Linked DNA regions of Gossypium hirsutum: region 1 is linked to region 2. The links are chromatin contacts, called in public Hi-C maps. All regions are on one chromosome and are shown on one strand. Each heading gives the region's core, a stretch centred on a gene start, on an enhancer-like site or on the middle of the called end of the contact. The rest is flanking DNA. Distances are from core to core; before and after follow the strand shown.

Region 1 (6,163 bases), core at 1,986-4,485, 160 kb after region 2:
GAAAGGGATTTTTTTTCGACTATATATGAATTTTTTGGCAAAAAAAAGAAAATATTTTTTTTTCTACAAAATACATAATTATGACCAAATTTCAATTTTGGTTACTATACTACACTCAAATTTAAGATTTATGCTTCAACTTTTTGACATAATTTTTGTATCTCAATTTTTATAATGCCATTGATTAGTCCAGATGTTTTATTTTGATTAAAATGATAATGTAATTTTTAAGAATTGTTAACATCATTAAAATTATCTATTAAATTCACATCTATTGCAATATTTTTTTTCTTTGCTACATAGTTGCCGTGTGAGTTTTTCTTTTTTTTTTTAATTTTTAAAATATCAGTTAATTTATTAGAAGAATTTGATGGTGTTAAAATTTGAATTAATTTTTAAAATTTGTAAAATAGAAAAATTAAATTCTTAAAAATAAAAGTTTGAAGACTAAATTTTAAATACATAAAAAGTACAAAAACTTAAAATATATTTTAACTTTCAAATTTTACTCTATAATTTAATAATAAAAAAAAACAATCGGGAACCATACTAGTTATATATAAAGGAAAGCTGTTAAATGTCTTCCCTTATTAATATTAATATGTGTATCATCATCGATTTTTTTAAATTATAAAAATATTAAATTTTAATTTTGGTGTTTCTAGTGTGCCTAAATTTAAGATTTAATCTATATATTTAATTTCTAATGTAAGTTGGTCTTATATTTTTATAAGGTTAGTTATTCCAAATAATGAATATAGTTAACTTTTCGATTAAAATGTTACACAGTTATATATAATTTAAATACCCTAACTATCTTAAAACTATCATATGGCTTCTATCACTTTTTTGGTTTTTTTTTTGACATTATAAAACAATGATTAAATTTTAGTTTTTGGCCCATATGCTATGTTGAAACTTGAGAATTAATCTATATACTTTAATTTTTGACATAATTTGGTCCCTTTACTTTTATAATATTGTTAATTAGTCTAAATAATTAATATTGTTAATTATCTCGATCAAAATGCTAACGTCAATTTTTTTAAGAATATTATTTTAAAAAAATTATTTTATCATTATAAATTCGAATAAGTGTTTTTAATGAAAATTATGTATATATTAAATATTTTCAATGTTGTTGTTTGTTACATGACAACAATATCAGTTGAGATTGTAAAGTAGAGGTTGTTTTTGTTTGTTAATCTGTGTGTGATTCAGTTTGTTTTTTTAAAAGAAAACTACATAATTTTAAATTAAACATGTTGAACACTTAAATAAAATAAAAAGGGTTATTATTATAATATAAATTGAAATAAAAAGTGTTTACATATAAAATTTATTAATGTAACAACATGATGTACTTCCTTAAAATGTCACCATCTATGATTACTATCTTATTAGATTCCCTACTTGTAATTTATCAAGTAAAAACATGAGATCATGTGAAGAAGCTTACTCAAAAATTTGGCTCCTTCCATAATTATGTAACCACTAAACTAGAAACAGAAACTTGCCAGTAACTTGTTTTTCTCCAATTAAACCATGATTTGTAAGTAGATCATTAATTGCGATTAAATCACATATAGCAAAGCCTGAGCCCATAGCCATGCTAAAAGAATCAGATAAAATAAAGATTTCAGTTTTAGTTATGGGACATATTTAATATTATAAATTAATAAAATGCCAAATTTTATCAAAGAAAATCCTACTAACAATTGAAATTTCAACCTATTCATTATATTTCTCTTTGAAAATAATAATAATAAAATAAATAAAGGAATGGGATCTCAAATTGCTCATTGATTTATTTTATTTCTTTGATCTGATTGCTTTGTCTCCAATAGAAAGAATATTTATAGATTTTCTCAATTAGGGTATCATTCAAATGCATGAAAAAGAAACTAAAATTAACATACCTCATCATCATGAATATAGAAACCCAAAACCCTAATGAAAGAAGACAAGCAAAGCTTAGACCTTAAATATAATACTAGCATATATGGAACTTGTTGAAGGTTATAAAATCTCCATTTCTTTACATTATTGTACAACAACACACTAGCAACTCACATTAAATTAAATGAACCAAAAACTTTCAAACATAAATATAGAAAAAGAAAAAGGATGAGAATGAAATTTGGAACCCCCCCTCCCCCCCAAAAAAAAATTGTCAAATGCTAGGTGTGGACGTGTGGGGTTAATTGGTCTTTGCATATAGGGTTGGTGAGGAGCATGTGAATGGTAATATTCTCCTCAACCTACGCATTGGATATGAATTATTAGGTAAAATTAGAAGAAAAAATAAATCTAAAACTAGAACTTAATGCTAAATACACCAATTTAGTCGGGTAATTAGCAACCTCACCGCCGCTTCCTCAGGTTGGCGGCTCCACCGGCTGTTTTAATTCGTGAACCCAAACCACACCCTTCGTCTCAACCTTGGTTATGATCAAAATTTAACACGCTCAACTCCTAGGGTAATTTCCCTCACTCTCTCTTAATATAATAATGAAAATTTGACACTGTAATATTAATTTTAGTAATATGTTAATATGATTATGATGCCGCTACTTATAACATCTATATAATATAAAAAATTATGTAAATGTACTAAAAACTTATAAATTATAATAAAAAATAGATAATATTTGAAAAATAGCTTAGATAAAATTATTATGATGGCCTGAACTTGAAATCAGATTGTATTTTACACTTCTATAAAAAATAGATAAATTAATTTTTGTACATTAGATCAAAATATAACATAACTCCTAATATAAGGGACTTTATATTACTTTTACCTCAATGATATCTTTGTATGGTTGACAAACGCAGCAATTTAGGAATTTGATATTCCATAACTAAATCATATGCAGATTTTCATATTTAGTTTAACTTAAATCTCATCATATATGGACTAAATATACTCCAATTTATTTATTATATTTTGTAAAGTTTAATTTGAATATCTATTACTTTTAATTATTATAATATTTGCTTCCAATTAAATTTTAGCATGATTAATATCGTTACTACCGTAATAATTAAAAATACATGAGTTTCAAGTATGTTTAAACAAGTAATAAGTATTTGAGAATTATTGGGAGTAGTTATATAAAAAAATTTATAATAGTATTTGCAAGTTAAAAAAATTGAAAAATAATAAAGAAATAAAGCAAATGGAAACGATTTGGTGCATTGGAAAAGGGCAGATTGGTGGTGTGCGTGCATCAGTGTGGCCTGTGGGGAAAACTTGAATAAACCACGTTTTTCCTTGCACCTTTTATTTGCTCTGTATTTCCTTTTCCCCTCCATAAAACCCCCCAATATTCCTCCCTCCCCTTTTCTCCTCAAATCAAACCTTTTCCCTCTCATTCTTCCTTCCTTCCTTCCCTCCAAACCAACTGCAACCATAAGCAACTCAATCCTCTCTGTTCATTAACTGCTCATTTCACACTGTTTACTAGGTTAGGTGTTAGCACTTTGCATTCATTATATATTCATACTGAATAGGTTTTATTTTGAACTCAAGTGTGTAGAGGGAAACCCTGGATCAGAACTAGATAATGGGTGACTCACCAAACTCAGAAACCGAGTCAAGCACTCTTAGCAACAACTCCTCTACTCTGTCTCCACCTTCACCATGCTCTTATGGCGGTAAAAGGGATTCGGGAACTGACCCCACCCCCGACTCCAAGAGGCAAAAGCGTCAGAGGGATAGTAGCAAGCATCCGGTTTACCGTGGGGTAAGAATGCGGGCATGGGGCAAATGGGTATCCGAAATCCGAGAGCCCCGTAAGAAGAACCGGATCTGGTTAGGCACTTTTTCCACTCCCGAAATGGCCGCACGTGCCCATGACGTTGCAGCCTTAAGCATCAAAGGCAACGCCGCCATTCTCAACTTCCCTGAGCTCGCCGAGTCGTTGCCCCGACCAGCCTCCAACGCCCCCCGCGACGTCCAAGCCGCCGCTGCCAAAGCTGCCTCAATGGACTTCTTAAGTAACAGCATTAGTAGTAACAACAGCAACGCCACGTCATCTTCATCGCTGTCGTCCTCAGCTTCCACGTCGTCATCGTCGAATGTGGATGACGTGTCGACACCGGAGGAGCTGAGCCAGATAGTGGAGCTGCCAAGTCTAGGGACGAGCTTCGAATCGGCCGAGTTAGGGAACGAGTTCGTGTACGTGGACGCGGTCGATGGATGGTTTTTTAATCCGAGTGGCATGCCTTGGTATTACGAAGAAAACTGTGGGTATTTTGGGGAAGAGATTTCAATGCAAATTCAAGAAAGTGAGATGATCACCGGGTTTGGCCCTTTACTATGGGATCACTAAAAACAAAAAATCACTAGTATGTGCCCTTTTTGTTAAAAACAAAATACTCATATAATTTTTATTTGACGAAATCGCCCTTTTTACATTTTTTTTCCTAGATGGAACGGGCATAAGAAAAGAAAAAATAAATAAATCTTGCATGGTTTACTCCATTGTGCTTAGAGATTTAGCATGGATTGGTAAAAATTTCTACTTTTTTTCCCTTCTCAAAGGAAGTCAAATATAATGGGGATTCTTCATTTCTATTCTTGTAATTATATTTTGTGAGATTGACATGTGTTGTGGAGTAATTAAAGGTCATATGTTCCTGTTTGGGTTCATTCAATTCTCAATATATTTCTATTTTCTTGTAATAGTTATAATAAAACCACTGAAATTATACATGAAATGGCTAAAAGCCAAGAAGTATCACATGGGACGGGGGAAGGGTCATTTGTTTACACCCCCTGATTTCTGGAGAGAAACTTTTCATTTTATGACTTGTATTTTGGACTAATCTGTTGGTCATCAAGTTGCAATGATTCATCAACCTCAATCTTTGGATGGAGAGGGCTTAATGTTTTCAATTAACACTACATAGAGACCTAAGCAGTAAAAATGGAGGAATTGAATGAGAGGAAAATAGAATAGTATAATAAATGGTCTGTTAGAGAGGCATATTCATTTGACACTTGCATTTCAACCACCATTCTCTCATCTCCTTACAAATTGTATTTATGTTATGTTTTTTTTTTCTTTTATATGTATGATTCTGATTCTTCATCTGGTTTTTTTGGGAAATAATAAATATTGTGATATCAAACACATTTTCCCTTTTCACAACTTATTACAACTTTTCAGCTGACACCATATTTTCATTACAGTTTTCTATTAGGTTTGTTAGGATTTCATTTTGGTTTATTTATTTATTTTCCACCTTTCAACACGGTAGGACCCTCTATTATAGGAATTAAATTAAAATTAGTTCATCTGTTATTAATTAGATCAATTTAATCTCTCTATGGTTGAAAAAGATTCAAATAAAGTTAAATTTAACACTTAATGTTTAAAGAATGTCATTTATTATTTAATAAAGTTAATATTTTGAAAGCTTTTTTTAATTTTACAAATGGGATCTTTTGTTTGAAGTTGAGCTATAATGAAAAAAACCATGTCATTTTTTAAACAATAAATATTAACCTTGTTATTTGCTTCTTTTTAATAGTACATAGATTAAATTAATCTATTTAATAATAAATGGACTAATTTGATCCAATCTTTATAATAGAGGGGCTCGATAGATACTTTCACCTATTTATATACTTATATTTAAATTTTCTATTGAGTTAGTGTCTCAAGTTAAGCATGCATCATTGACTTGAAAAATTATTCAAATATACTTATATATTTATATAAAAAGTATTATGAAAATATTTTTATCTCCTTTTATAATAAATCAATAAAAACTGAATTATATTGAAATTTAAACAAGTGGCAAAATGATTTTTAAAGATACCACTTTACCCAAGTAAAATTTCATTTGATTTTTATATTAAATTTGAATAAATTATTACATAAAATTTTACCCTATGATCTAGTATATTTCAATGTTGAAGTGCAATTGATGAGATGTGGCACATGTAGTTAAGGGCTGAAAAAGTTGGAGCAACATTAAGTTTAGAAATAGACTTCGGCTTTTGGGAACCATATATGTAAAATGGGGTGCTGCACTCGACCAATAGAAAGAACAAACACCTTGAATTAAATATTATATATATATATAGTCTCCCTTAATTGTACGGTTCTGAAATTCAAAGGGTCTCAATTTCATTCCAGCATGATTGCTT
Region 2 (6,916 bases), core at 1,104-3,603:
TATGTAGGAAATAAAGACTTGAAAAAAAAATAAAAAGTAAAATCATAGGACATGCTGCATGCAGTTACATTTTGCAAGCAAATAGAAAAAAACTTTTCAACATTTTAAGTGAAAAGAAAATAGAAATATTTCTACCTGAGCATAGCCATTTCCTTTATCATATTCTGTGACCCCATAGTTGTATGTCAACTCAAGCACAGCATTTTTATCTTCAGGCCCGTAACCCATCATGGCTATTGTATACTAAATGGAAAATTCATAAACATATGTCAGTGTTATATCTGACATACAAATTACTAAAAGGTTTACATGAATAAGTTTATCCTCGCAGCCCTTTACCCCACCCCCACCCCCAAGTCCTGCATTTTTTTTTCTTTTAGAGGATAGTTATTTACCTTGTACTCTGGATTATCTCGTGTGCGAAGTAGCTCCATGCCGAAGGCCTGCAACAAAAGGATATAGAGACTAAGACCAACACCAAAACCTACAAACATAGTAACCCCCAAAGAAAATGGCATTTTCAGGTAAAAGACGGTAAATAGCGTCATATGCCATTCCCAATGTTCTGTACAGCAACTTTCACCTTCTCATAAAAAGTTATGGAGTGATCAAGATCACCGACACAGAGCATTACTTGGCACAAAGGTTCAGGAGTAGGCCCCCTTTCAATCAGTTCAAACTTGTAACCATTAGGTTCCTCAATAAATGCAATTACAGTGGAACCACCTTTCACTGGACCAGGTTCTCTGGTTACTTTTCCACCCTTAGCCTTTATAAGCTCCACAGCCTTGGCAACCTAATAAATGGAGAATATAAACATTCAGCTTTGAAAACAGAACTCAGCAGTTCCAAGATACAACACAGTCTATCATCTTATAAAAAATGGAAAGAGTAATACAATTTTGGGAAGCCAAATTTCGAACTTACGTCCTCAACAGCAATACCAAAATGACCAAATGCGGTTCCAATCTCATACTTGTCAACTCCATAATCTGGTAACACCAGTCGAGGAAAATGAATATCCAAACCTGAGCTAATATGTACTGTCTACTCTAATACTCATGTATGGGGAAGCAATTTTTTCATAAATAGTAAATCGGTTAGAAAATTGCAGACACATCAAAATTTAGAAGAAGCAAAAGGGTAGTATGATAGGTTACTGTAAGTTAGTTCAATAACAAAGTGAGAATCTTCTGGCCCGTATCCAAGAAAAGCATTCGTGTATCTCTCCTCTGGTATGTCTCGTTTCCTCAACAGTTTCATTCCCAAGCACTCGGTGTAGAATCTGAAACCATGATACACTCGAGTTTGGTTCAAAGATTCCAATCACAAGATCGTATACAAGGAAAAAAAAATCTAGTGAGCAATCTGCTAACGAGACTAATGAAGGATATATAACAACAATATATTTTGAGAAGAAATACTTGATGGTCCTGTCTAAATCCCCGACTCGATAAACGACATGGAGCATTCTTCTTTTGTCCTTTTTAACCCACTCTAGAGCAGTTTCCTGGGCAGTAGCCATGCTTGCGTGTACCACATTTCCGACCGGAGGCATCCCTACCCTGGTTCCCGCAGTTTTCAAAAGCTTTGAAGCTTTCAAACCAAAGAAATGTGTCTGAGGAACAGCTGCATAAAATTTCGACATATATTTATGTCTAATCCATCCATCCGAAGTCATTTCTCTCATTCTATAAAATTCAACATAATCTCCACATAATGGTACTTTTTGTTTTACAAATTAATGATCTTTTTCTACCCAAATAGGTACTATAATTGCATTGTAAGCAGATGCCACCAAAATCCTTAAAAAATCTAATATTTAAATCTTAAAATAATCTAAAATGAACTCCAGAAGAAATTCAACTAGAAATCCCAATTCGATCTAATTCTTCAATCGGTAATTAAATTCCCAATTAGTGTAAATATGTAAATTCTAAGACATACAATACGAGGAGATGAATTTGATTTAAAAAAAAAGGGGGTGGGGAAGAGAGGCTTACTGCTGGTAAGATGAGAGAAATGGAGGTGAGAAGGAAGGCGAAGGGGTGAAAGGGAAAGGCCAAAGCGGGAAGTGGAAACACCACCGGAGAACCTAAACGACGAGAGGGAAGGTCGTATTGAGGACGCCATGGGAATTATCCTCACCATCCTCGTGAATTGCTTTCTCTCCCTCTCTCTCTCTATATATGTGTACGTAAGAAGGAAGCAGCAGCGTGTATGGTGTGTGATGTTGCCAGCAGCCGTCTGTGACGGTAACCGTAGTCCGTCTTTCTGGGTGTTTTTTTTCCAGGTCAGTGCAGTGAAAGAAAGAAAGAGAGTGAGGTGAGTCCGTGAATTTGCGATCCTATAACAGTTTTTTTTTTCTTATCTCCGTTAAAATTAAATAAAACAAAACACTAAATTAAATTAGGGTAAACTGCACCAATTGTCCCTAATTTTTTATTAAAATTACATTTCGATCATCCAACTTTCAAAAATTACATAATTGTCATTAAAATTATCGAAATATTACATTACACTCATTTATTAACTTAACATGTTAATTTGAAGGGTTAATAACAAATTTAGCCCCTTAAATATAATTAAAATATCAATTTGATACTTTAAAAAATTTTCTTAATAATAATTCCAAAAAATCTTTAAAAAATTTAAATATATATTAATTCCTTAAAATACAAACAACCAGGCATATTTATAACGAGTTAAACAAGATTAATTAAATTCTTTAGAAAATGAAGAACACTGTTCATAAAAAATTGGATATAAAATTCTTCTGCAAACAATATATAGGAAAAAAAAATGAAGTCGGAAGTTATAATCCCATTGCCTGGGCTTTCATCAAATCAAAGAAGCTTTGCAAATTTTGGAATGAGAAGAGTTAATGGTTTAATTTTTTTAGACATTTCATGGAGAGGATATAATCCGCTTTGGTTCAACCAGATTTGATTTTAAGCTTCGATTTGTTGTGGTTATATTGGAGGTAAGGCGCCAATTTCACTGTAAATTTTCTCCTTTTTGAGGTCTCCAGCTCGGGCTTTCTGATAGAAATCAAAATTGTGCAGAGCTCTTGGGATTACTGAGTTAATTAGATCAGATGTTTTTGATTTTTTTTTTCATGGGTTTCTCTGCCTAGAAGGATGAGATTAATTTGGGTACCTTTTAGTTTTATTTATTTATTTATTTATTTATTGTACTTCCAATTTTTAAAAAACTTTTTTGCGATCAAATTAATATATTTTTTCAAAAAACATCTATTTTTATTTTTATTTTTTGAATTACTATTAAGGTTAATTTTAAAAGAATATTTTAGTTATAGTTCAAAGGTCTTCAAATTACCATGCTATATCATCATTTTAACGGAAGTTAACAAATGAGTGACCAAAATGTAATAGTTCGATAACTTTAGTGACAATGAATTTTTAAACTCCAAAAGTAATGTTTAGATGTTGACAAGTATCCTATAGAATATAGTAAAATATTAAAAGAATAAATATTAAAAAAAATACTTGACAACTTTTTAAAATTATTTGTGGAATAAAAAAAATCCATTACCACATTACCAAATCAAATTGAATAAGGTTGAAAAATGCTTAAATCAATTTCTAAAAATAAAATCTTAAATCAAAATAAACTTAAATTAAAAATTTATACAAGATATATTTAAAATAAAACTCCAACATAAAATTCAAATTTTGAAATAAAATGAAATTTAGGGCAACTTAGGTGTGTCATCACCCAATTTTTGGAGAGGTTCTATTTTGGTCACTAAATTTTAAAAAATTTTAATTTCATCACTAATATTTTTATAATTTAAATTGTAGTCATTCACCGTTAAATACTTGACGGAAAGTTGAAGTGGGCCATTTCTATTGGTCTAATAATAAATTTAGAAATCTAATGTTTACATATTTTATCAATTTAATTCTAAATTTAAAAGTTTAATAAATTTAGCCTTTAATATTTATGAAATTTGTCATTTAATTCTACTTCTAAAAAATTTAATAAATTTAGCCTTATATATTTACAAAAAAAAATTCATACTTTAAACTTTTAGAATTAAATTAAATTGAAAAATTTTGCTTGGTTTTAGAATCTAGAAAAAATAGAAGTTAAAGATGATGAAATTCTTCTTTATTCAGAGTTAGAGAACATAAGGAGGTAAAAAAATAGAGAAAATATTAAAACTACAACAAGAAAATTGTGGGTTGATTAGATCAAGATCAGAGCATGTCGTTTTGCCTAGCATATATCCCCAGAATACAGTCGCATCATCTGAGCATGCATTGGCCAAGGAAACAATTCGGCAATCACAAAATGGTGCAGCAACAACAAATTCTAGTAATTTGTTGACTAGGATTGCGCTAGTAAGCATTGGAACTCAGGCACGAGTAGGCAAAGATCCCAAATTCCTTAAAAACATGTAAGGCAATATGTTAGAAAAGACAATGGTGATGCTATAGATTAAAGTCGATTTTTGTCCAAGACTTTAGTGCTATAGATTAAACCCGGTTTTTGTCCAAGACTTTATAAAAGACTTGCATTTCTTAATGTTTGTGTGAAGTAACAATTTCAACATGAGAAGAAGACAGAAAGTTAAAAAATTAGACAATGCAAACAAGAGTTATTAAGTCCAAGGTTGTACTTTTTAGAAATTAGACATCATATTTTCTTAAAACTTTTAGAATCAAAAATAAATTTACAAATTTTATAAATGTTCAGGGTTAAATTTATTGAATCTTTTAAAGTTAGAATTAAATGACAAATTTTGTAAACGCTGAAGGTTAACTTTGCTGAATTGTAGATTTAAAATCAAATTGATAAAATATGTAACTATTAGAGAATTAAAATCATTATTAAGTCAATAGAAAAAGGCCCACGCAAGCTTTCCATTAAGTATTTAACAATGGGTGACTAGAATTTTAAATTTTGAAAATGTTGGTGATAAAATTGAAAGTTTTTGAAGTTTGGTGATGAAAATGGAAGGTACCCAAAAATAGGGTGACCATCTAGCTATTATACCCTAAAATTGATTAAAATGAAGAAAAGAAAGAGAAATTGGTTCCAAAATGCCATGTGGAGGGGTTTATTAGTCTCTTCCAATCAAACATGGTGTTGCAAGAAAAAAAGGAATCAAACAAAAGAAAGGAGCATCACAACCCTTTTTACCCTCCCCCATCTCTTATTCTTCTCTATCTCATCATTATATCCCACTTCTAAATAAAACTCTCCTAATATTATTTCATTCATTACTTTACTTAGAAAATAAAGAATTTTTTTCTTTTCGGTTTCTAACGCAAAGAATGTTTAGCATCCTTCTTTATGTAACAAAACATGTAATCAACAAGTTTAGTACTTGTTACTAACCTTGGATGCCAAGCTTACTTTCCTACTTTAATATATATAGTATGAGTTTCTATTTTAAAGCAAGAAACAATGTGTAATTAAAGAAATTTATCTATTTTTATATTCTAGTTTTGTAGTATTTGAAGTTGTTTTTTTGTAAATATGATAATATTGTAATTTAATGGATCCATCTTTCAGGGCTTTTTTGAATTGCTAATTGGACCAAGAAAAATGGCCAGGGAAAGGAAGTGCAGGGAAATAGAGGGAAATCATGAAGAGTGCTCAGCCCATAATTTCATATGGCTAGCCCTTTCTCAAGCTTGGACCTGACGGATGGATAAAATAAGCTCTCCCCTAACATGACTACATACATTTCTTAGTGGACCAGACAAACAAAAGCTTGGAATGAATTCTATTATTACGATCCAAAACTCCAATCAAAATCCATAATTTTTTCTTTCAATTAGGGGTGTTCAGATTTCGTTAAAATCAAATTAGCTGACTAAATCGATCTAATTCGGTTAATCGGTTAGTGGCTGAACTTAGTTCGGTTAGAGGTCGGTTAATGGTTTTTTAGAATTTTGATTATCAGTTAATTCGATTCGAAATCAAGTAATTAACCGAATTAACCAAACTTAATAATTAATATTATGTGTTAATTTCAAGACTTATGTAGTGTTTTTAATTATGTAGTGTTTCAAGACATAAATTTTTTATTAATTCGGTTAACTTTCAAGACAAAAACATATATTTCGGTTAATTTCAATGTATTTTTTTTATATGTTTTATGCTTGTTTTAAACAAAAAACAAAAACATATAAATTTCGGTTACTGATTGAATTAACCAAAATATTTCGGTTCAGTTAATTTTTTTAAAAAAATTAGTTCGGTTAACGCTTAAATGATTATAAGTTCAGTTAATACTAGTTCGATTCGGTTATTAACTGAACTGACCATTTGAACACCCCTACTTCCAATTTGTAAATTAAAACATGACAAAAAGTTAAAATATTATATAATGTTTAATTCAAATATGCAATGTTAGCTTAAATATAATTGAAGAGAGGTTTGGAAAAAAAAATCAATCCAGTGTTTTGTAACAAAGCTTAGATTAACTATTTTCAAACTCTTATCATTTTAACCTCTCCATTGTACAATTTAATCATAGTTCTCTTATTTTCGACTCTAATTGGGAGGCCTTTGTTGGTGTTTGACCATATTGTTTTGAAGCAATATGACTTTATCATCTTGAACGTAAACCTTTACTTCAAAAAGTTTGGGAGACTGATTGTTTAAGTACATTAGCCTTTGTTGTCTATTCAAAGATTAAGCACTGTAAGCGGGCTTTACTATAATGGAACTAGCATCCTTTTGGAAACCTAGAAACGAGCTTCAAATATTCGTAGGATGATTTTGAAGGAAAAAGAATTGAGACTAGCTTGATCTAATAGAGCAAGAACACACTTACTAGACAAAAGGTTTACATCCATTGGCATGTTCAAGGAGAAAGAATCTATCCATCAGAAGTTGATGATTCTATTATCAAGGGCAATCTATCCATCAGAAAAGC

What was found. A called contact is a pair of places that touch in the nucleus more often than the background predicts.
Region 1: a Hi-C map of leaf shows a contact between it and region 2, with 2.2 times the contacts expected there. The contact joins the promoter of LOC107962738 here to the promoter of LOC107962746 in region 2. A contact is called at or near these places in 2 of 34 Hi-C or Micro-C datasets (both in leaf).

Annotation. Positions count from the first base shown.
Region 1 is chrA06:16,101,902-16,108,064 of Gossypium_hirsutum_v2.1, forward strand. It overlaps LOC107962738 (dehydration-responsive element-binding protein 3), which reads left to right and starts at 3,236. Exons shown (of 1, transcript XM_016899230.2): 1 at 3,236-4,669. The coding sequence starts at 3,570. The coding sequence ends at 4,337.
Region 2 is chrA06:15,945,461-15,952,376 of Gossypium_hirsutum_v2.1, forward strand. It overlaps LOC107962746 (probable lactoylglutathione lyase, chloroplastic), which reads right to left and starts at 2,354. Exons shown (of 9, transcript XM_016899240.2): 1 at 2,004-2,354; 2 at 1,425-1,629; 3 at 1,161-1,285; 4 at 928-992; 5 at 584-796; 6 at 396-443; 7 at 136-243. The coding sequence starts at 2,151.